Regions from separate parts of the Oryctolagus cuniculus genome. Here region 1 is linked to region 2. The links are chromatin contacts, called in public Micro-C maps. All regions are on one chromosome and are shown on one strand. The core of a region is the stretch at or near the end of the contact, and the rest is flanking DNA. Distances in the headings are between cores, read along the strand shown.

Region 1 (4,862 bases), core at 1,306-3,805, 81 kb before region 2:
ATCCTACCCCCTAAATCATCCACAGCTGCCTGCTGAGTACATCATCCCATTTTTTAAAAAAAAATTTATTTATTTGAAAGGCAGAATTACAGAGAGAGAGAGAGAGAGAGAGAGAGAGAGGTCTTCCACCCACTGGTTTACTCCCCAAATGGTAGTTATACCCAGGGCTGTGCCAGGCAGAAGCCAGGAGCTTCTTCCAGGTCTCCCACAAAGGTGCAGGGGCCCAGGCACTTGGACCATCTTCCACTGCTTTCCCAGGTGCTTTGGCAGAAAGCTGGATCAGAAGTAGAGTAGCCAGGACTTGAACCAGCTCACATATTGGATGCCGGCATTGCAGGTGGTAGCTTAACCTGCTATACCACCACAATGGCCCCAGCATCAGACCACTTTACATCAGCCACAAAGAATGGGACAAAGGAAGCTGGTGTAACTTTGCCTCTTGTAAAAGATAAAAGTTTTTTTTTCTTTTTTTTTTAAAGAGGCTTTTTGGAAGACACGTCTTATACCTTACAAACACACATAAACACACACACACACACACACACACACACACAAAACAGTTAACTCCAAATAGATCCCATGCATAAATGTAAAACACAAAACTCTACAACTTCTAGAAGACATGAAAGAAAATCTGCATGACAATGGGCTTGGTGGTGAGTTTTTATATATAATACCAAAAGCATCATCCAAGAATGAAAAATAGATAAGTTGACCTTATTTTTAAGAGAGAGGAGTAACTTGACAAACACTAAACATCCCAGTGATGTTGACCAACCTCAACAGTTGACAGTGTGGATGTGACAGGAATGATGTTTTACCTCTTGTGGTCTTCCTCCCCCAAAATCCATAGCCCCAGCCAAACCACAAGGAAAACTCTAGACAAGTGCAACATATTCTGCAAAATACCTGACCAGTGTTCCTAAAAACTTTCATGGTCATCAAAAACAAAGAAAGGCAGAAATGACACAGCCAGGAAGAGCCTAAGGAAACAAGAGAGCTGAGGGTAACAGGCAGCCTGGATGGAATCCTGGGACAGAAAAAGCACATTAGGCAAAAACTAAGGGCACATGAATAAAGTATGGACTTCAGTTAACAATAACATGTCAGTGTCAGTCCATTGATGATGATAAATGTACCTTACGAATCAAAGATGCTAATGATATGGGAAATTGGGTATGGAATGTATGAGAAATCTCTGTGCTATTGGCAATGTCCCCATAAGTCTAAAACTATTCTAAATTAAAATATTTATTTAAAACTAGTTTATAGTTATGTCAGCCAATGTTACACACCATTAGAAGTTCATGTATTTTTTTCAGAGTTTTTTCCATGACTTTGCATGAAATATATACATATGTATACCCACATACACACACAAATAAACACACACACACAGCCTTCTATACCACTAAACTTGATTTTAATTATCATATAGTGTTCTATTATATGGATCTTCCAGAAATTGTTTTACAAATCCTCAATCACTAGTTATTTGTGCTGTTTTCAATTTTTGACTATTTTAGATAATAACCCAGTGAACACCTGGTATACACATCTTTGCTACTGTGTAGGGCCACTGAATCACACACCAGTCAGGTCTGAATGTTTCAAACACAGACAGAGTGAAAATGAACTATTTCTGTCACCTTCTATAGGGTTAGAGCTTGTGCCTAGGCTCCTTGCTCTAGGTTTTTAAGTGATAAGACATTTTCTAATGAAGGGATTTCTAATGAAGCAAAAGTTGGCACCTGAATTTTGAATAATTATACTTACTTGCCTTCAAATAAATCTTCCACAGCCCCTTTTTTATTTATAATTATCTTTGCATCTTCTATTATGCAGTTTTGATTTCTGTGATCTGTCAATGTCAAAGGAACATTTATAGTGTTAGCCACTGTATTTCTCTTTCCCTACTCCAATTTTTATCTATAGCAAATAATAATTGCTTCTCAAATTTTACAGCCAATTGTCACAATTCTTCTCCTGGATGAGAAGGGCTTATACCAGAGTTAGGAAGGGAAATGACTGTCTTCTAGGAGATCCATTGCCTTTCTCAACTCAAAGGATACTGCTTGCTTTTCACCAAATGGAACTTCAGAATACAGAAAATTTCAATCCCTTTGCACCAACAGTCTTGGCCATATACTTTTTCATATGGTGTACATCACTCACATATATCCATTAGAAAATTTTACTGCTTTTCATTCTGAATATCTCATAGATGTCATATTTTAATGTGGATCAGTATATGTTACTCCACAAACTAGGGGTAAAAACACTAATCTCTTAATATTTAAACCCAATGTTCAAACACCCATCTCTTGTGTTAGCATCAAAAACTACAGCATCATCCTCTGACGTCCTTCTTTGCACCTGAGTTTTCTAGAAACCAAGGGCTTACACATACAGAGTCCAAAAAGAAAGCGAGGACATTCTGGTATTTGACCCATCGGCTGCGGCTGTTACTCCTCACAGCCACAGGGTGTCGCTTGGGGAGCAGCTCCTCTGTCTAAAGGAATGTGGCAGAGTCCTGCCAGCAAGCTTCCTTGGGATTCTCAGAAACAGCCATCCCCAGTGTGACAACCACCCAGCAGCTCTGGGCCAGGCCCAGTATGGGTGTGGCTTCGCCTCCTCACTCTTCCTAAAGTGGGCCGTGCCCGCTGCGTCCCAAGAAGAAACACTCCCAGAGGTTGTGTTCTTTCTCCTTTCCACATTGGTGGGGGAAAAAAGCTGATTTCAACTGCTTCCTTCAGACAGTGGGCACTCACACGCCCCTTTCCTTCTAGGTGAAAACCTCTTCTGACTCTTGCACCAAAAGTTATTACTTCCTGCCTGGATAGCCAGGCAGGAGACCCTGGCCGTGCACATACTCTTGCAAACAGAGCTGCTCCAGGGGGCCCTGTGAACTCCATGCCTCATGGTCCCTAGGAGAGGGGTAATGGCTGTTGTTTTCTAGCACCACCTGCAAAGAAGAGGAAAGAAAACATATGCCTTGCTAGCAAAAGCATCAATCCCCACAAAACCCTAACACAAACACGCCCCTCTAGGACTTTATGCTCCTACACTGAAAACATGAAGCCGCCAGCTCTATTTCTCACACAATTCATAGATCTTCCTAAATCTGTCTTGCTAGAAATCATGCAGAGGATGATGGTCACATTCTAATGTATCCACGAACACCTGGGTGCTTCAAAATGTTCCTGGAAAATGACATCAGATATGTTTATTTTGGTGCAAAAAAAAAAACATTTTGAAATACACACACACACACAAAAGAAATCCACACAGACAAGAGGTCTGGGCAATGTGTACGAAGAACATGTTGTACAAAGAAGCTTGGCACCAAAATGAACTTAACGTTTGACTCCATTGATTCACGAATCTTTGAATTCCCCGCATAGTTACTGGGCACCGCAAGCAGCGGCGAAAGCAGACGGGAAGAAGATGGTGGTGAGTTTGCCAAGCCTCCAGGGCACTTCTCAGCTGCCCGGGAGGTAAGACAGGCACTGGGGCTGCCCTTTCCCAAGAGCAGGGCACTCCCAGTGTCCAATGCAAGGCAAGAACAAAGCATGCTGCGGGCCACGAGTGCACGGGCAGAGCATGTGGTTGAGAGAGTGACGGAGACGTTCAAGAGGTTTGATCTCAACTTAGGCTTAAGCCAAGGTGCAGCATAGATAGAGAGGAGGTTAGAGAATCCCATGGTGGTGAAAATGTGGACGGCAAACACGAACTGGACGTCCTTGAGACAATAAGCCCCCGAGCTGGCAAGAACACAGGTTCTACATAGAACACTGGAAAATGCAACGGGAATGTGACAGCCTGGAAAAGGATTTGGGAGAGCCTTCAGTGCCAAGTGTTTGAACAATGGAACTCCATTCTATGGCATTGAAAACTCAGTGAGGAATAACAGGCTTGATATTTTCAAGAATCACTTTGTACTTCCCTTGCTGGCTGTGCAAGCTGCAAGTTTAAGTTTTATATTAAGTGCCTAACTGTAGCCTCATCATAATGGCTTTGTGTGGCTTTTTAAGATTTAGCCATAGTGTGCATGTTTATGGGCACAGTGCAATGTTTTGATGCATAGATACATTGTGAAATGGCCAAGTCAGGGTAATTACCTATCCATCCCCTTAAATATCCATCATTTCATTGTGGTAACAGCATTCGAAATCTTCTCTTCCAGCTATTTTGAAATACACAACACCTTATTATTGACTGTCATCACCCCTGTTCAATAGGTCACCAGAACCTCTAACTCTAACTTAGTCCCTGGGGTCCAACTTCTCCTCAATCCTCTGCAGCAAACCACTCTTCCACTCTCAACTTCTACAAGATCTAAGATTTCTAAGATTCTTCACTTGAGTAAGGTCGATAGCCTTTATGAAGCCCTCTCTGTGTGCCAGGCGCTGGGCTAGATAATTCACATATGGCATCATTTATAAACCAAACCACAGTGTGAGAACTCTATGAATCAAGCTGTTTTGCATACATGTGTAGACAAGAGTGTCTTTCTCTGATGCTCTTTCTTGATTTTGATGATAGACCAAATCAAAAATTAACTTTCACAAAAAAAACCCTTTATTTTTAGGATATATTGGACATGGGGTACTCTAGCAATACCTGGAAGGCCAACTTTCCCTAACTAAAATCAAACCTTAGCTTGGCCTTGATATATCATATATCATATCACATATATGTTCCTCTCCTCTTCCCCCTTCCTCTCTCCCGCCCCATCTTCTCCCTCTCCCTCTTCCTCTCTCCTATTTCTCACATTTCTCTCCCAGGGAGAAATTTCCAAGACTATTAGAAATTTCCAAGAAGTCTTTTGAAAGAGTAACGAGTAAACAGATGGTGATAGC
Region 2 (4,699 bases), core at 557-3,056:
AATTAATCTAAAGAAATAGCCCAGGGCCGGCGCCGTGGCTCACTAGGCTAATCCTCCGCCTAGCGGTGCTGGCACACCAGGTTCTAGTCCCAGTTGGGGCACCGGATTCTGTCCTGGTTGCCCCTCTTCCAGGCCAGCCCTCTGCTGTGGCCAGGGAGTGCAGTGGAGGATGGCCCAGGTGCTTGGGCCCTGCACCCCATGGGAGACCAGGAAAAGCACCTGGCTCCTGGCTCCTGCCATCGGATCAGCGCAGTGCGCCGGCCGCGGTGGCCATTGGAGGGTGAACCAACGGCAAAGGAAGACCTTTCTCTCTGTCTCTCTCTCTCACTGTCCACTCTGCCTGTCAAAAAAAAAAATAGCCCAACTGAGGGAGAAAACTACACCCATAAAGAGGTGTATTACAGAATTATATTTAATAGCAAAAAAAGTGACAGTAGGGTAATGACAAGTTAGTTCATTATATGTTCACTGGCAGGAATATCACCCACATAATAAAGATTATGAAAATCATTAGTCAACTTCAAAACATTTATAATATAAGACACAAATGTTTATTATGGTTGTAATCATAGGAGAATGTTTAGGCATTTGACAGATGCTAGAAGGGAATAAGCAAAAATAAAAGTGGATTAGGATATACTGGGCTCAGACATTATTAGTTTAATAATAAATAAAACAGGGAAACTGTTCTCCCAGACTTGGAATTTATCAACAGAGTACAGTAAAGTTTGATATCAGTCAATGCAAAGTTCCAGCAGGATGACTTGGTCCCTCTAAGATTAGAAAATGTTTGCAAAAAGGTAAATGGTATACCATTAACAGAACATTGTGCACAGCTTTTTAAATGTTTTAGACAAGTTTATCATATTAAGGAAAAATATGGGTGGCCTGTGGTTCAATGTACTATCCCAACTTTGCTGAGGAAGACAGATGATTGACAGAGAGATACGACTGTTAGAAGGTAGACCAAGGGCTGGGTGTGTTGCACAGCAGTGTAGACACGTGTGGCACACCCTCGCATCATATCAGAGTGCCTGGGTTCAGGTCCCAGATTGCCTTCCAATTCTGGCTTCCTGCTGATGTGCACCCTGGGCAGCAGCTGGTGATGACTCAAGCATGTGGGTCCTGCCACCCACATGGGGGACTTGGATGGAGTCCCTAGCTGGTGGCTTTGGCCTGGCCCAGCAGTGGCTCTTGTGGGCATTTGAGAAATGAACCAGTGGATGGAAGATCTCTGCATCTCTCCATCTCCCTGCCTTTCTTTTTTTTTTTTTTTAGGTTTATTTGTTTAGATAGTTACACAGAGAGAGGAGAGGCAGAGAGAGAGAGAGATCTTGCACCTGCTGGTTCATTCCCCAATTGGCCGCAACAGCTGGAGCTGTGTTGATCCGAAGCCAGGAGCCAGGAGCTTCTTCTGGGTTTCCCGCGTCAGCGCAGGGGCCCAAGGACATCTTCTACTGCTATCCTAGGCCATAGTAGAGAGCTGGATTGGAAGTGGAGCAGCCAGGATACCAATTGGCGCCCATACGGGATGCCGGCACTCCAGGCAGCGGCTTTACCCACTACGCCACAGCGCTGGGCCCTAAATATTGTTTTTAAAATAGAGAAACGGTACTTCTCATCCAGCCATGGCTATAATTAGCCTTGTGTAGTTCTTGACCCACGCCCAGCCGCTGACTCTCCCTTAAATAGGCCTAAGTGCGCACCGCTGTTTCTCTTCTGGGAATGCAAGCCGCGGTCGACACGGCAGAGTTTAACTCCAACTTCTGTGCAACACACATGCACTTGGCTCCCTGCTTCCCCTCCAGACCGCCCTGGATTCCTTCCTCAGGCTAGAACTTTGCCCTGATTCCTGAGCGGATCTGGCCCAGGGCTGACGCAGGTGGCTCTCTGCTGCCCACTGCTGATCCCAGGCACTCCGTCGGTTGCTCCGTGAAAGTCTGCCACTCTGCGCTTCCGAACAGCCCCTGAAGACCTTGGCTCTGAACTCATGCGCCGGAACCGGCTTCTTGTATCTTAGACGAAACAGAGGCACGGACCAGGCGCACGCGGCACCCCTGCCATCTGGGCGTCTGCTTAGCCATAACAGCATCACTGGCATCGCCTCAGACGGGCATAGCCGGAACTGTTGGGATTATCCAAGATGCAATTTTCAGGAGCCCATATAGTTGTCCTCAGATTTCACAAATGTCAGATGGGCGGAAATCGCAGATATTGGAAGGCCTTGCCCACGGGGTGCCAAACGCTTCGAGGGTATGTTGATGCTCTTTCAATACACCTCACAGAAACTAAGTCCACCCATTCGTGAAGACCGTCCCGATGGGAGACGATGCTCTGCCTCTGTCTCAGCACTCCTAGGACAGTGAAGCGCGTGTAAGAGCAGGAGTCAGGGCTAACTGGTCCTAAGAACAAAGGAGAGACACCTGCCCCAAATACAGATCAGCTCAGCTCCAGCGCTGGGATCTGTGACGTGTGCAGGTGGAGAGCAGCGTCCAGCCCCCGCCATCACAGGCTCTGCCAGTCTTCACAGACTTCGCCGAGCATAAAAGGTGATGAGAAGCGAATGACAGCAATCACGGACCCGGTTAGCTTTGGGGTTGGAAGCTTCCATGGCAGCATCTCGGGCTGTCCCGACGTGGGGGGGGGGGGGGATCCTCCTTCTCCCTTCCTTACAGATGCTAGATTGTGTCCAGGGACCTGTCCCCATTCGCTTGACCACTGCATGACCCAGCACATGCAGATGTCACGGTGGGACTCGCTGGATTTGCTAATTCTAATCAACAAAATGGGAGGGAACCTGCCAAAGGGCCTGTGTGGATGATTTCTCCTCCAAGAGCAACAAAAAGAATTTCTTCTTCTCCTGGGAGCCCCCAAGTGTGCATGAATCTCCAGGACGGCTGGGGCTGGGGCTGGGGCTGGGGCTGGGGCCATCTTCCTGACTGTGGCAGAGCAGAGGGCTGCACGTCACCTGGGAGTCTAACTTGCCTCAGCTCAGCTGACGCTGAGCCCTGCTCCACGCAACCCCCTCAGCATTCGATAGGGTCTATTTCCTGTGCTCAAGCTAGTCCTTGTGCTGCCATGGAATTCGTCCAAATGAGCAGGGCTCTTTCCCCAGAGGTTTTTGTACTCTAGTGTTCTTTTCTTTTTTAAATGTATTCAAGAGACAGATAGCGAGAGACACAGAGTTCCCACCCACTGATTCACTCCCCAAACACCTGCATTGGCCAGGCTGGGCCAGGGATGAAGCCAGGAGCCAGGTCAGCACCCACAGCACAGGCAGTGGCTTAACCTGCTGTACCACCACAATGCCAGCCCCAAAACAGATGTATTGGAACCAACAGGTAGAAAATCCCATCTATCTCTCCATCTCTGTAATTGCCTTTTAAGTAAATATACCTGTATATATATATATATATATATACACACACACACACACACACACACACATATATATATATATAAAACAAGAGCTCAAGTTAGGACTTTCAAGAAGTTGAATGTGACAATTCAAGTGGAACTTGGCTCTACAGGTTATTTATCAGATGTTTCTTGTAGTGTCGGGGTGTCTGAGATAATTCCAGATGTTGACCCAACATCTGGTGCCCCTTGATCATCTGTAACACAATGTGTCATTACTAAATACTAAGCAATTGAACCCAGGCAGGATCCCATCTCTGCGGGAACTGTGTGCCTGAACTGCAGCCACAGAAACTTAGGTGCACTGCCTCTGAACCGGCAGGCATTCATGTACTTACATGCTTCAAAAAGTTCATGGAAAATTGAATTAAAAATTAATTTTGCTGATTTTTTTTCATAATTTATATAAAGAAACTACACATGGATGTCAATATTTTTTGTACCAAATTCAATTCCATTTTCCCATGGAATTTCTTAAGTACCCTTGTATTTACTCTCAATGTCTTTTTCTTAAGTTTTTTATTTATTCATTTGAAAGGCAGAGAGGGGAAGAGAGAGAGAGAGAGAGAGAGAGAGAGAGGTTCCATCCACTGGTTCTTTCCCCAAATGGCCAAAACAGTCAGGGCTGGGCTAAGCTGAAGCAGGAGCCAGGAGCTTCTTTTGGGTCTCCAACATGAGTACATGGGCCCAAGTACTTGGACAACCCTCCACTGCTTTCCCAGGAAATCCTTAGCAGGGAGATGGATTAGAAGTGTAGCAGCCAGGACTGGAACCAGGGTCCATATGGGATGCTGGTGTCAAAGGCTGGTTTACCTGCTATGCCACAGTGCTGACCCTTCAGTGTAATTTGAAAGGAATTCACCAGAGCCAGGAGGGATTATTGGGCTCTTGGCACTGATTCTCCAGGATCCCCAAATACCTATACCCGTTCATATGCGACTCCACAAGACGTGATCAGGTAGGAGGGGAGCAGTGCTCTGTACTGGAAGGGTTGTGGTGCTTTGGTGTGAGTGACTTCAGGTCTCTTCCATTACAAGGGTGGAGAACTGCATCAAGCCACTTTAGAGGACAAAGAACAGGGAGCGAAAATGCTTTATTCCAGAAGAGCTTTTTTTTTAAGATTTTTTATTTCTTTATTTGAGAGACAGAGTTACAGACAGAGAAGAGACAGAGAAAGGTCTACCATCTACTGGTTCACTCTCCAAACAGCCCTTATAGCCAGAGCTGAGCTGATCCAAAGCTAGAAGCCAGGAGCTTCCTTCGGGTCTCTCCCATGAGAGTG

Evidence for each region. Hi-C and Micro-C count contacts between places; a contact is called where the count stands out from the background.
Region 1: a contact with region 2 is called in a Micro-C map of ear pinna, with 12 times the contacts expected there. The contact joins two enhancer-like sites. A contact is called at or near these places in 4 of 6 Hi-C or Micro-C datasets (ear pinna, psoas muscle, skin fibroblasts and 1 more).

What each region holds. Positions count from the first base shown.
Region 1 is chr10:70,734,759-70,739,620 of mOryCun1.1, reverse strand. No RefSeq gene overlaps it. Among named protein-coding and RNA genes, the nearest start is that of MC2R, 7.4 kb to the right of the region's middle. Within about 2 kb of position 2,555, at least 1 of the 8 cell types and tissues checked has an H3K27ac peak or open chromatin away from gene starts, as enhancers often do.
Region 2 is chr10:70,653,003-70,657,701 of mOryCun1.1, reverse strand. No RefSeq gene overlaps it. Among named protein-coding and RNA genes, the nearest start is that of MC5R, 12 kb to the left of the region's middle. Within about 2 kb of position 1,806, at least 1 of the 8 cell types and tissues checked has an H3K27ac peak or open chromatin away from gene starts, as enhancers often do.